Regions from separate parts of the Mus musculus genome. Here all the other regions are linked to region 2. The links are chromatin contacts, called in public HiChIP or PLAC-seq and Micro-C maps. All regions are on one chromosome and are shown on one strand. Each heading gives the region's core, a stretch centred on a gene start, on an enhancer-like site or on the middle of the called end of the contact. The rest is flanking DNA. Distances are from core to core; before and after follow the strand shown.

The links. Hi-C and Micro-C count contacts between places; a contact is called where the count stands out from the background. HiChIP or PLAC-seq counts read pairs in DNA pulled down with a chosen protein or histone mark.
Region 1: an H3K27ac HiChIP or PLAC-seq map of embryonic stem cells shows a contact between it and region 2, with 8 times the contacts expected there. The contact joins two enhancer-like sites. A contact is called at or near these places in 1 of 484 Hi-C or Micro-C datasets (nephron progenitors) and 3 of 115 datasets of contacts at active chromatin or transcription factors (T-cell acute lymphoblastic leukemia and embryonic stem cells).
Region 3: a Micro-C map of embryonic stem cells shows a contact between it and region 2, with 2.3 times the contacts expected there. The contact joins two enhancer-like sites. A contact is called at or near these places in 4 of 484 Hi-C or Micro-C datasets (embryonic stem cells and nephron progenitors) and 2 of 115 datasets of contacts at active chromatin or transcription factors (both in embryonic stem cells).

What each region holds. Positions count from the first base shown.
Region 1 is chr11:63,349,081-63,353,264 of GRCm38.p6, forward strand. No RefSeq gene overlaps it. Among named protein-coding and RNA genes, the nearest start is that of Gm29851, 100 kb to the left of the region's middle. Within about 2 kb of position 1,296, at least 22 of the 459 cell types and tissues checked have an H3K27ac peak or open chromatin away from gene starts, as enhancers often do. A contact at or near this core is called in embryonic stem cells, where this site is marked.
Region 2 is chr11:63,212,865-63,216,980 of GRCm38.p6, forward strand. No RefSeq gene overlaps it. Among named protein-coding and RNA genes, the nearest start is that of Gm29851, 35 kb to the right of the region's middle. Within about 2 kb of position 1,392, at least 13 of the 459 cell types and tissues checked have an H3K27ac peak or open chromatin away from gene starts, as enhancers often do. A contact at or near this core is called in embryonic stem cells, where this site is marked.
Region 3 is chr11:63,452,941-63,456,938 of GRCm38.p6, forward strand. It overlaps Gm40016 (a long non-coding RNA gene), which reads right to left. Exons shown (of 4, transcript XR_879922.2): 3 at 1-130. Among named protein-coding and RNA genes, the nearest start is that of Gm40016, 9.1 kb to the right of the region's middle. Within about 2 kb of position 2,396, at least 44 of the 459 cell types and tissues checked have an H3K27ac peak or open chromatin away from gene starts, as enhancers often do. A contact at or near this core is called in embryonic stem cells, where this site is marked.

The DNA.
Region 1 (4,184 bases), core at 46-2,545, 140 kb after region 2:
GTCATCTGGTCTTGCTGGACGCTCCTGCTCCCTGGCTCCTTTGTCTCACAGTCTAATACTATTCTGACCATTGCCCCTGACTCTTGTGTGATTTAATTTCTTCCCCTGGTTATACATCTCCACCCAGGCCCCATGTTTGAACTGTAAACTGATTTCCCTTCCAAGAAATCCATCTGAGTTTGATTATTCACCCTTTCAACATCTTACACTATAGCAATTACCTCCCTGATGTCATTTCATTCTTAGAATATTGAGTATTGAAATTTAAAAGAAAGAAAGAAAGAAAAAAAAAGCACCTATTCACGGGTTTCAGCACACTCAGGGCAGCTGATGAGAACAAGGTGTGCTTCTAGGCACTGCTCTACAGGGGATGCGTTACCTCTGCGTTGGGAAGACAGGGATCAGGTTGAACAGATCCTGCAACAGCAGGATGCGATCTGTGTGATGGTGGTGACGACAAAGGAAAGAGAAGGAGGACTGGAAAGCCTTACTGCCACAGCTGAAGGGCCGAAGAGCAGAAGGCTGAAGACATGGGATCCTGAACTTGCAGAAGTGCAGGGATTAGAAATGACGTCAGAGTCATAAAATTGGTCTTGTCACAAGTCTGATCGAAAATGGTCCTCCTTCCAGTTCCTCCAGATGCTAGTCTTATACTGCCCTTCGTTTCAGGAGCTTTCTCTTCTGTTTTGTTTGTTTTGTTTACAATGCTAAGTTTTAAACCTAGAACTGGGCACATGCTAAACAGTGCTAAGCAAGGCAGCAAGTACCTTAAAAAGCCGTGAAAATCTGAGATGTGGTCAAGGCGGAAACTACAGGGAGATGCATAGCTCCAAAGAATGAGACAAGAGAAATGAATTCAAGCTCCAGATGTTTCCAAACTATTCAAAATAAGTACGGAACTGAGGGCAAGTTAGGAAGGTGGTAATACAATTCAGACTGGAAAACTGTGTGCAGTTGATAAATAACTGTAAAAACTGGGTTCTTTGAAAATACTAATGAGACAAAGGTTTAGAAGAATTAATCAAGAGAGAGAGAAGAAAAGAACAAATACAAATGAAGAATGAGCAGTAGCATTTAGACAGCGAGGATTAGGCAGGCCTAAGTCAGCCATTTGAAAGTCTGGGCGAAATGGGCAATTTACAAACAATGCAAATCTTATCAGGGAAATAAGATAAACGACCAAGGGGAAATTGGCAGGCTGTCAAAGAACCATTTCCCTTCCCAGCACAGGGCAGATCCCAGGCAAATTCAAGGACAAATTGTTTTCAGGACTCAATAAAATGTCTTTGTTATTTAAATTGCTCCTGGGCTGAGGGCGAGGAAGAAAACTGAATGGATTTTTAAAAGCCAGGACCACATTAAAAGCAGAGCTGGACAGAAAACGCCCCTCTCACACAGCTCCTTCAGAACCCAGCCTCTTACTAGCCTTCCTTTCACAGGCTTGCTTTCTGTATTACTTTGAAATGCTGCGGCTTGAACCTCTGGCCTGGTGCCTGCTAGGCAAGTACTGGACCACTGAGCTACCCCTAGATTGTTTGTTTTTGTTGTTGTTTCTTCGAGATTGGGTCTAACCAAGGTTCCCAGGCAAGCTATAAATTAATTCCCTCTGTAGCTCAGGCAAAGCCTTGAACTTCTAAAATCCTACCTCAACTGGGATCCCCGGCCTCTGCCATCCGGATCTGCTCAGTTCATGCACTGTATTTTTAAATTATGTCTTCGTGCAGTTTTAAAGCAAGCTCGTCGAACAAAGGTTCTGCCTTGTACAACCTGAATAAGATGTCTTTCCATAATCTTACCAAGCTGTAGAGAATCCTGTAGATAACAATGTGGCTTTTGGGTGCATCCTTATTTTTCTGTGGGCACTAGGGAGGAAAGGATCAGTGGAGTGGGTAAGGCACTTGGCAGGAAAACACGAGGACCTGAGATAGATCCCTAAATCCCACATGAAAACCTAGGTCTGGTGGTATACACTTGCAGTCTTAGTGCTGAGGCAACAGAGACAGGGGGATTGATGAAGCTTGCTGGCCAGCTAGTCTAGTCTAATTGGTGAGTTTCAGGACAATGAGTTATGCAAAGTTGTCCTTCAGCGCTTCTCTCTCTCTCTCTCTCTCTCTCTCTGTCTCTCTGTCTCTCTGTCTCTCTGTCTCTCTGTCTCTCTCTGTCTCTCTCTCTCTCTCTCACACACACACACACTTGCGAGTGTAAGGAAGAAAAGAATGAGGAGGGGTTGAGCAGGTCTCCCACCATGTCCATTGCTATTTGAAATAGTTCTGAAGATCCCAACTAAGGACCTAGAAAGAACAGAGATGCCTTGCTGTGGAGCCATTTCCTTCGTTTTAAAACATTCCTTGTGGTGAGGAAATTAAGTAATTTCTAAAGGCTCTTCCGGACCCATAAAGTTTTAAAGGTAAACTTCTTAAGACTCAGGAAGTAAACTACTCAGAAGTCTCAGGAAGTCCCTGAAATTGACCCCTCCCTATTCAAGGTTCTATGAGCAGTAAGAGCTTCAAACCAGCCTAGGTGCCTGGAGGACAAATGTTGAGCTGCCTGCAATTTGTTCAGATCCCTAAGTTCCAGGCTCTTCTGAGCTGTCACAGCTTGTATAGCTAGCTCTTTGAGTTGCTCTGTTTCTGTATGTAAATGCTGGTTTATATTCCTCTAAGTAATCCTAGTCTCCTAGGCTTGCTAGATTGGAATTCACGGTGTTTTTACTTTGATCTGTCATTGGCTTCATATGTGGGGCATAGACTTTTATTTCTATCTTCTTAGGAATGGTATTGTACAGCATTGGTACACACACACACACACACACACACACAAATGCACACACAGAATACTAAAATTATTAACTAGAAAAAAAAAAGCCCTTTGACTCTAATGGGAGAGTTACAAAGGACTGTTTAAAAATCGTGATTTAGGATGATAGAATGAACGCATATTTTTTTCTGTCCTCACTTGCTTCAGTCTACATACACAGTAGGCAGAGGATGCTGTGCACATTCGTAACAGTCTGGAAAGCAAAAGCAAGTGGATACTCTTTTCATGTAAACCACACTGAATTTGCGAAAGATGAAAAAGAAAAGACGATTTCAGTTTGTGTAAGGAAACCACATCCTACAGCAGAAAGTGCTTGTGTGAGGGTTCCACACTTGCAGACATGAGAAACAGGAGTCTTGTGGCAGAACAGACAGTAAAGCAGGGTGATCCTTCGGCATCCTGCACCAAGTACACAGAACTTTGGGTCAGGCAATGAGCACAATATAATCTCTGGGAGTCCCAGGACGTGAACATCTAGTGTGTAAATTCGCCTCCCACGACAAACTGTACCTTTCTGTGTGAGAAATCACTGGGCCCTCCCTAGACCTCCCTAGACAGCAGATCCTCTATTTCATATCATGGTCATCTGTAGATATCAGAAACTCCCATACACCTGAAGGAAGCTGACACCTCAACAGAGGGCTGCCAGAAGCACCTGGCCTGAGAAAACAGACTTAACAGAGGGTGGGCAGAAAATGGCTTCCGTGAAAATGCAGCAGATATGGAGATCTCAGAAATAAAATGGTGGTCAAAATTAAAACAACAGAAAACAAAAATCTCTTAACTCAGTACATTGGCTGGAGAGCTGAGTTAGACACACTAACATGCAGCAAACTGCAGAACTGGCTGTGATCTGAGCATGGGAATGAATTCCATCTAACTCAGAGTGGAAGTTATGGCGAATGAGAGGCCAATAGGATTGGGAAGAAGCCCGAATGGAACTTAGTTTATAGGTCATATTTTAGGTTTTTGTGTTTTTTTTTAATCTTAAGCAAATTTAGATAACTGTTAACATCTGTTAAGTCTAAGAATTGAAAATATGGAGCCTGTTAATAGTATCATTTTCTTTACCTTTGAATTTTTTCAGAATTATTTTATAATTTTTGGTTTACAAGAAGTGGAGGGAATTTTGGGAAAGTATATTTTCCTGCAAAGAAAGGGCAGAATGGGGTAGAAATTGGAGCAGGATGTGGTGCTGAAGAACACTGCTGTGAGAGTGACTGAACAGATGACCTGGTAGATAAAAAGGCTGGTGTGGGGCAGGCAGGGGCCCCACTGAAGGAACCAAGATAAAGGAAATCAAGTGATGGTGTACAGGACACAGCGTCCCTAGAAACCTTCCATTATCTTCCAAAACAGCACCGTGT
Region 2 (4,116 bases), core at 142-2,641:
GGGTAGATTGTGCTGTAAAAATCCAGGTCAGGGGAATGGTGACATGTGTGGAGATTAGAGAGTCAGAAAGAGAGCTCCAAGCATGGGACCTGGGGTAAGTTGGGGTTCCAGTTTGCATTTTGCACAAACATTGTGCAAATTGTTCACAATTGTCCATTTTAAAAGATCTTCCCCCTCCATAATTTCAAGAAAAAATTAGAACAGCGATGATTTTTACAGAGATTCCCCTATTCTCTTCCTCTGCAAGCTTCTTCCTTACTTGGTCAGTACCTCTCCAGGAGAGTGGTGCGGTGTACAGGTAAGAAAAAGAATCCAGCCTGAAGCAGATCTTTACTCCTTGACAAAGAGTTGCATTCTGCAAATGCAGTACCCAGTCTGTCCACTGGGCGGCGGGTACAGCCACGCAATGTCCAGGGCAGGTTAGCTGTGGCGGGCTGAGTGGAAAGGCTTTCTAGGAAATGAAATATTTCTGCTCTGCACAGCTAGCTCATGGTCAATCTGATGGTTTTGTTTGTTTGATTGTTTGTTTTTGTTTTTAAATTTGCAAGCTCCTAGATACTTGAACAAGCCTATCTCTGCTTATAACATGAAAGAGACAAGCAATAGAGCGATGTTAAGAGATGAGAGAAGGTCCCCCAAAAAGCGGACAGCTGCAGGCAGCTCCATTGGAACAAAAGACCAGGAAGAGTCTGGGATCCACTTGTCCGGCAGCCCACGGCCACCTAGGCACTCTGGGTAAGTTAGGGAGACCACAGTATCAGGGACCAGCCAGCTAGAAAATTCCACCACAGCTGACTAACCAACGGCTTATTTATGCAGTTTACATGTGAGGTATGCATCTGGCCTGCTAGGAAGGGAAAAGAAAGTTCAGAATTGAGAATAAATATACGTTAATTTTTTAATTAAAAAAAAAAACAACAACCAAAAAACATTTTTTTTTTCCTTCTCAAGTCAATTCACACTAGGCTCTCAGAAAGTTAGACCTTCAGGGAAGACCTAGCTTGCCAGTGGATATTCATCCATGAGAACCTACTCTTGAGAGGACGTTCGATTCAGTTCTTCATCGTGGTATATGTCATGGTATATGTCCATAGCTCCAAGTCCTTGAATGGCCCAGGAGTAGGAAAAGAGACAGTATCAGCGTGCTCAGTGAGTGCTGGCGATGGGCGGAGTTCCGGAAGTGTGCGCCTTCCTTCAAGCATTCCGCTCTTCCGACTGATGACAACCTGCCAGGCTCCAGGGATGCCTCCATAACAAAGCACCTCGCGGACTTTGTGTTTAAGTGGGAGGTGCAGACTGAGGAATACAGCATCATCCAGTGAGAGTTAACTGCTCCAGAGGCGGTTGTGCGGGCAGGAAGAGGCCAGTGTGTGTAGGGGTGGGGTGGGGGTGGGAGGGAGAGTCGAACATTTAAATGTTGCTCCAAGGCATCTGCCTCAGAGGATATCCCTGCTGGGTGAGGTCACTGGGTGAGGAAATCCCGCCCTCAAAGCCTCTTGCCCAAGCTGCTGATTTCACTTGCGCATGAGTTTGATCAGCACACCGTTCGATCAGCACAGAGGTCTGACTGCATGAGGCATCTTTATTAATTGTGGACTCTCAGAAATTTCTACCCAGTGAGTTAATGAGAGCCAGGGAAGCGCTGGCTCTGCAGTGAGCCTTAGGTTAGTGCAGCACTCAGGTTCACAACATGTAGGTCAGGACCCCTGGGGAAATCAATGACCCTTTCACAGGGGGTCCCTAAAACCATCGGAAAACACAGATATTTACATTATGATTCTTAACAGTAGCAGAATTAGTTATGAAGTAGCAACAGAATTAATGAACAGAAGTTCATTGGTGTATATCTCTCTATGAAGTCATGACAAGCCGAGACCAGAGAAGAAAGCAAGGTGCACCAATGCCAGGGTGTCATCAGTGAAGACCAGCAAGGTGAACCCCAATAAAGGCTAGCAAAGTGAACCCCGATAAAGACCAGCAAGGTGAACCCCGATAAAGGGCAGCAAGGTGAACCCCGATAAAGGACAGCAAGGTGAACCCCGATAAAGACCAGCAAGGTGAGCCCCAATAAAGACCAGCAAGGTGAACCCTGATAAAGACCAGCAAGGTGAACCCATGCCAGAGCATCATCCACTGTCTGTTGGCTATACTTACACTTTTTAAACATCACATGTGCTCTTAAGTCTCTGCTCCAGCAAACATCACATGTCCTTTCACCAGACAGCTTCCAGAAAAACACCACATGACACAACTGAATCTCCAACAAAACCAGAAAATTCCACTTCACCCAGGGTCAGGCTCAGGCTTTTTGTCAGTTTTCTCTCTTGAGGGTGAACTCAGGGGACCCATGAGAAATATAGAAACTCTTCTGAGAGAAGCCCCCATGACCTAAGGACGTCCCATTAGTTGTATCTCTTATAGGTCCTATTCCCTTTTAACATTGCCACAGTGGAACCAACCTTCCATCATGCAAGCTTTGAGGGACAAACATGTCCAAACACACCAATGCTTACCTCAGTAAGGAGCAAAGAGTTGCTGCATCCATTTATACTGGCAGCAGGTCATTTGTTTTGAGTGTTTCTGAACAAAGCTGTCAGGAAGTTAATGTGCTCTGTTCAACTGCACTTGAGTTGAGTCTGATGACCCCCCACCCCTACCCCAGCCAGATAGCTAATTTTAGAATGCATGCAAGGCTTTTGAGACTGTCGGATATTCTGAGGCTGGGGTCCCTGAGCACAAGGACATGCTGACCCTTATGATGAGACCACTGAAGGTCATTCCTCTTTTAAGTACCACATGTGTGGATATGTAATCAGCTGTTGGTTATGGCGCTTGAGCCAGTTCTCTGCATAAGGTGAGAGTCGGATAATGGCATGCAGACAGAGCCACTGTGTCTGGAGAACAGCCACATTCCTGAGTTACATGATTGGATCAGCTTCTCTCTCTTCAGCTTTAGCTCTCTTGGTTTCTCCAAATCAGCTGTGTAGTTCCTGAGAGGTCTGTGTGCTGATAGGAAGGCAGGATGTTCTTCATGTCACCTTGTTGTCTGTTACTGTTGGGTTCCTGTGAACAAGAGACTCGAAGATTCTCTCTCTCTCTCTCTCTCTCTCTCTCTCTCTCTCTCTCTCTCTCTCTCTCTCTCTCTCTCTCTCTTTTCATGCCCAAATTGGAGATTATGAAGGCCATAAGGTAAATATATCCAGTATTTAAAAAAAAAAAAAAACTTCAAAATAAAGTCATTGTTTCTCTTCCAGTACTTATGCTTCAATCTAGCATCCCCCAAAGCATTAAAATTTTGTCAGGATTTCAAATGCGCCATTTTACCACAAGAGGGTGTATTTGACCTTTGTCAACAATAAAGACTAATATTTAAAGCCTCTCTTTATAGACAGGGACTTTTCAGAGAGCTTAATATGTAAGAGATGAATTCCAAATGTCATCAAATTACTTAGGAAAGTTCTTCATGTGTGCATGCGTGTGTGTCTGTGTGTGTGCACATGTGTGTCCAGGAAGTCTGTGGATCCTTCCCATGTGTTTTCTGATGACTTGAGAATGGGAACCATATTCTGACAACAGTTCTTCTTCCACCAACAAGTAAATCTGCGGCATTAACAGGAGAGATTGTCCCATAAAGAAGACAAGGGTTCTCATTTGGAATCCATTAAAAAATACCTTAGCTCAAGAGTATTGTTGCTAATGTCTCTCCTTTTGTTGCAGGTTTAATATCTCACAGGTGGTGGGTTCAAGACCCGTAGCATCAAGTCCAGGGTGCCTTCTGTTTTACACATCCCTGTTTGGCAATTGGATTTTTAGTTTCTATTCAGATTTCTAACTAGTGTTCTTTTCTTGACACCAAAGGAGACCCAGTGTCCATCTCCTCCCCAGCTGGGACATCTTTGGGTATCATCTCAGGGTGGGATTGCAAGCTTGTGCCACCAAATCACTAAGTGTGCCACATCTTATTCCTTTGTTGTTTTTATCCATTTGCCCACATCTATAATGCCAGAACGAGAAACGACTTGAAGAAAGTGGGAATTTTGAACTTGAAGTTTTCATGGTTACTTAGTAGGCTGGCTGTCTTGGGTCCGTTATGTACAGCTTATGTGCTACCATTTA
Region 3 (3,998 bases), core at 1,146-3,645, 240 kb after region 2:
TGCCTGCATTTCTGAGATCCACCCACAGGAAGGCAGGTGTACCACGGCCCCATGTGTCATGCCAATGCTCAGCGAGCTTTGGATTTCAGAGCTTCTCAGCACGGAGATATCCACCTCAGTGACGTTTGACCTGTGAGGGAAGATGTGTGGTAGCAAGGAGAAAGCCTGTTTCAATCAAATCACATACATGATTCAAGTGCGGCCAGAGGGAAGGTGCATGTGCAAACCTGTGACCTCATCTGGATGGCAATGAGAGAGGAAAACTCAATGAGGGTGACATCAACCTTATCTCTGACCAAAGCTGGGCCCATAAGCTGTTTCTGATTAGTACTCCTGGGACTTTTAGAAGGTTCTGGAAAGAAGTCAGCTCCCTTCTTATGAGGGCTCTCTTTTGGGAAACTATGTGAATTCTCATTGCTTTATGATTACCTGCCCAAGAAAGCCTAGGGGTCTCTTCAGTTCACCACAGACGGTCCCAGCCTGCTTTTCTGCTAGGGACTTGGATGCCTGCCATGTAGTGGCTCAGTTCCGACTCTGCTACCTGCTCTGCACTTAGGGACAATGTCCTTTAAGAGAAACCAGATTGTGAGGATAAATGGCAGCCTGCTGCCTGTGAGCTCTTCTTTCCTGTTAGCCAAGGCCTGGAAATGCCTTTACAAGAGCAGCCAATGGTACTATTTCGTTTTAATGTACAAGTCCTTATGGGAACATCCTCTTTTTCTTTTTCTCCCCCGACCCTTTTTTTTGGTATGAGTTTCTGATGTCAAAAAACCCAGCACAACTTTTAACTTGGGCAGCGTCTGAACACGAGGCTGCTGGACTCTGAAGTACTCCATCAGTGGAATGTCTCTTTTCATCTTTGTTCTCTAAATCTACTTTTTATTTGCCTGCATAAAGGGAAGAGAGTCCCTTTAATGTTGTGTGGATAAAAGCCACAAGAAAGAGATAAAGCATGAAACAAGTGCTGGGCCCTTAGGGGTAACAGAGCAAGGAGTCCGGGATGCCCTGTCACCAAAGAAAGGCACTTTGCTAGTTTAGACAATTATAGACAAGACAACTGGTTTAATTTGCATTAATTGAGGACTGCGACTGTCGCACTGGTTTCAGCAGTGACAGATTAAGAATGATGTATGTGACAACCCACAGTCAAACACGTGATTGTATTTTGATGGGAAAACAAACAGCTTGGATGTTGTTTTAAAGCTATTTGCTTTGGGTCCTCGAAGTTGACTAGAATTTTCAAGCAGGCCTAATGCAGACTCTCTTCTCATCTTCTTGCTGTCTCTGGATTCCTTCTCTGGGTGGAGCATGGGATGTTGTGATGGCAGCTCCACCACTGTCCTGCTGCAGGGCAAAGCCGGACTGGGGCATAGTCCCACCAGCTGACTTTCTGTTTGTATTTATTCCATTAGTCCAGCTGACAATGCTCAAGGATAATTCTTCATATTGAAAGAATAGCCCTTCTTTCTTGTTCTGTTGGTTTTTTTGGTTTTAAATTAGAGCATACTCTACTTTTATTTGTTTATTTTTATTAGTTTAAATCTGTGAGGGGTACACCACCACCCGGGTTCTGTGTCTTTGCAGGCCTTTGCAGGAAGGCTTCTTCAGAATTTGGCATAAATCCTGTTACTGTTTCCAACCGGTTCAGTGGAGAAAGCCTTCCCTTTATTTCCATGAACCCCGAGAGAAGCACAGGAAGGTTAGGGATAATCGTTGAGGCTTCCCCTTACAAAGCTTGCAACATCTACCCATTGCACGGGTAGGCAAATAAAAACTTGTCGAGGCCTGGAAAGTTCTGATAGTTGCTGATGATAAAACTCGAGAGAATTCTCTAGCACCCTGGTAATGAGCTGAAGCCCAAGGCTAATAGCGTTTCCCTTTCGTTGGGAATTATGGGGAAGCTATCGTGACATTTGTATTACCCCAGAGAGATCTTCCACTAGAAAGCTGAGCTTTGAAGTAGTATTGGATTTGCTCCATTGAGTCTGAAAGGTTTGCCACTGGTTTTCGGGAGACTCACCCCAGCCAAAGCCAGGCCTCTGGGAGGCTTTATTCCTAGGCTCAAGTAAACAAACAGCCTCAAATGGCTGAGGCCACAAACAAAAGTCAAGGGGTGGGGGTGGGGTGGGGTCCGGGGCCACGGAGACATTCCCACATTCCAGTCTTTCCAGCTCTGGGGTCCTGTGTTCAGAGCATGAACCCTCCAGCCCTCGGCTCCCATCAGTATGCCTCTTTAAGTGGTGAGATTGTTGCTGGATAATTCTAAATGACCAACACACGCTAACAAAGCCGATGTGGGCAGAGGAGATAGAAAATGGGTGGTTGGGGCAGATCCACGAGGGCTCATTAATCTTCAGTAAATTAAAGCTCATCACCGCTCCGCCCCTCGACAGCTCTTTGTCTTGCTAATTCACATTAGGCCAAGCCTGGCTTCACGCTTTCAGGCTTTTCAGAGGTGAGGGCCTGTACAAAGCTGCAGATGTGGAAACCCGGAGAGACCTTTGCTCCGAACGCTGCCTGTTAACATTAGCGCGCTCCCTAGGCCCACAGAAGAACGTTACTGTGATTCTCTGGCTTCAGAAGACTTCCCAGGAAGCAACTTGGGAGTTTAAAGCAGCAGGAAGAGAGGTGGGGAAGATGCAGAGGTGCCAAGGCCCACCTCCGCTGCAAAAACTCAAAACAAAAGTAACATTAAACAATGCGTGGTTTTGTTCCTCAACACAGAAATGTAGCAATCCCCAGTGTTACAAAGATGGGGGAAATACAATCTTATCATATAGCTAGAACAGACATTTCTGACAGAAGTCTGGCTAAATAGCGATTGAAAATATGTATATTCTGTAACCCAGCTACTCCACTGTTGGAATTATTCTGCTGATGGAACGTTGTATAGATCCACAAATATATGTACTAGCATAGGTACTGAAAACCATCGTGACAGGAAAGAGGGGAGGAGTAATGTTTATGTGCATAAAAATAATACCTGTAAAGTTCAGAATTTCTGTAAAACAAAATGAAGCCCATCTTGGGACAGTTTGTAAAGCTATCCAGAAAGTAAGGCTGAAGTACTAGAGATTCCTTTGTAGCCAACATCCTGATGTGTTTTATAAAACCAAAGATATGTTTTGTGGAGCACGGTACGGTGTGGTGGGAGGGGGTTGACTCAGCAGGCCCATCCTGAGGCATCCCTCTGCAGTGGTAACAGCCAACAAAGAAGGGTGTAGTATAGAATAGAGTTTACTTAGGAACATGGGAAGGAGTGTTGAGAAGGAAGTAGAGGCAGAGATGGGACAGAGATGGGGACACACACATACACACAGAGAGAGAGAGAGACAGAGAGAGAGAGAGAGAGAGAGAGAGAGAGAGACAGAGAGAGAGAGAGGCAGAGAGAGAGAGAGAGAGAGAGAGAGGCAGAGAGAGAGAGAGAGAGAGAGAGAGAGAGAGAGAGAGAGAGAGAGAGAGAGAGAGAGAGAGAGAGACTGAATAGTCCTTTTATATGTGAGCCAGGCTGGTACCTGGTTGTTGCTAGGTAACTGCTGGGCGGAGCCTAGAGAAAATGTAAACAGATCATGCCCTTCAAATACCATAGTTATGCAAAACCCTTACCAAGGACAGTTTTCATAGACTCAGCCCCATCTAGTGCCCTGGCTGTGGAATGTGGGTGGGGGATGGGGAGGAGGCTTGTGGAGATGGCACCTGCTCTATTTCACCTATTAATGACAATCTGCCTATCAATCCACTTGCTCTGGCTTCCGCCAACAGATGCCCAGGGCGTCAGTGTGCATCCTGTCTAGCACAGGCTACTTCTGCCTATTAATATTTTGTTCTAGGCTTGTGAGCACAAGTCACCCACTGCTCCTTTCCCTGTTTATCTCTTCACATACAAGTGAACACACACAACCTGACATGGAACTCTGTAGGACATTAACCTACACTCGATCCCCTGTGTCCTTACAGTTTGGACAAGGAACATATTTTACACATCAAAGCAGACCTAG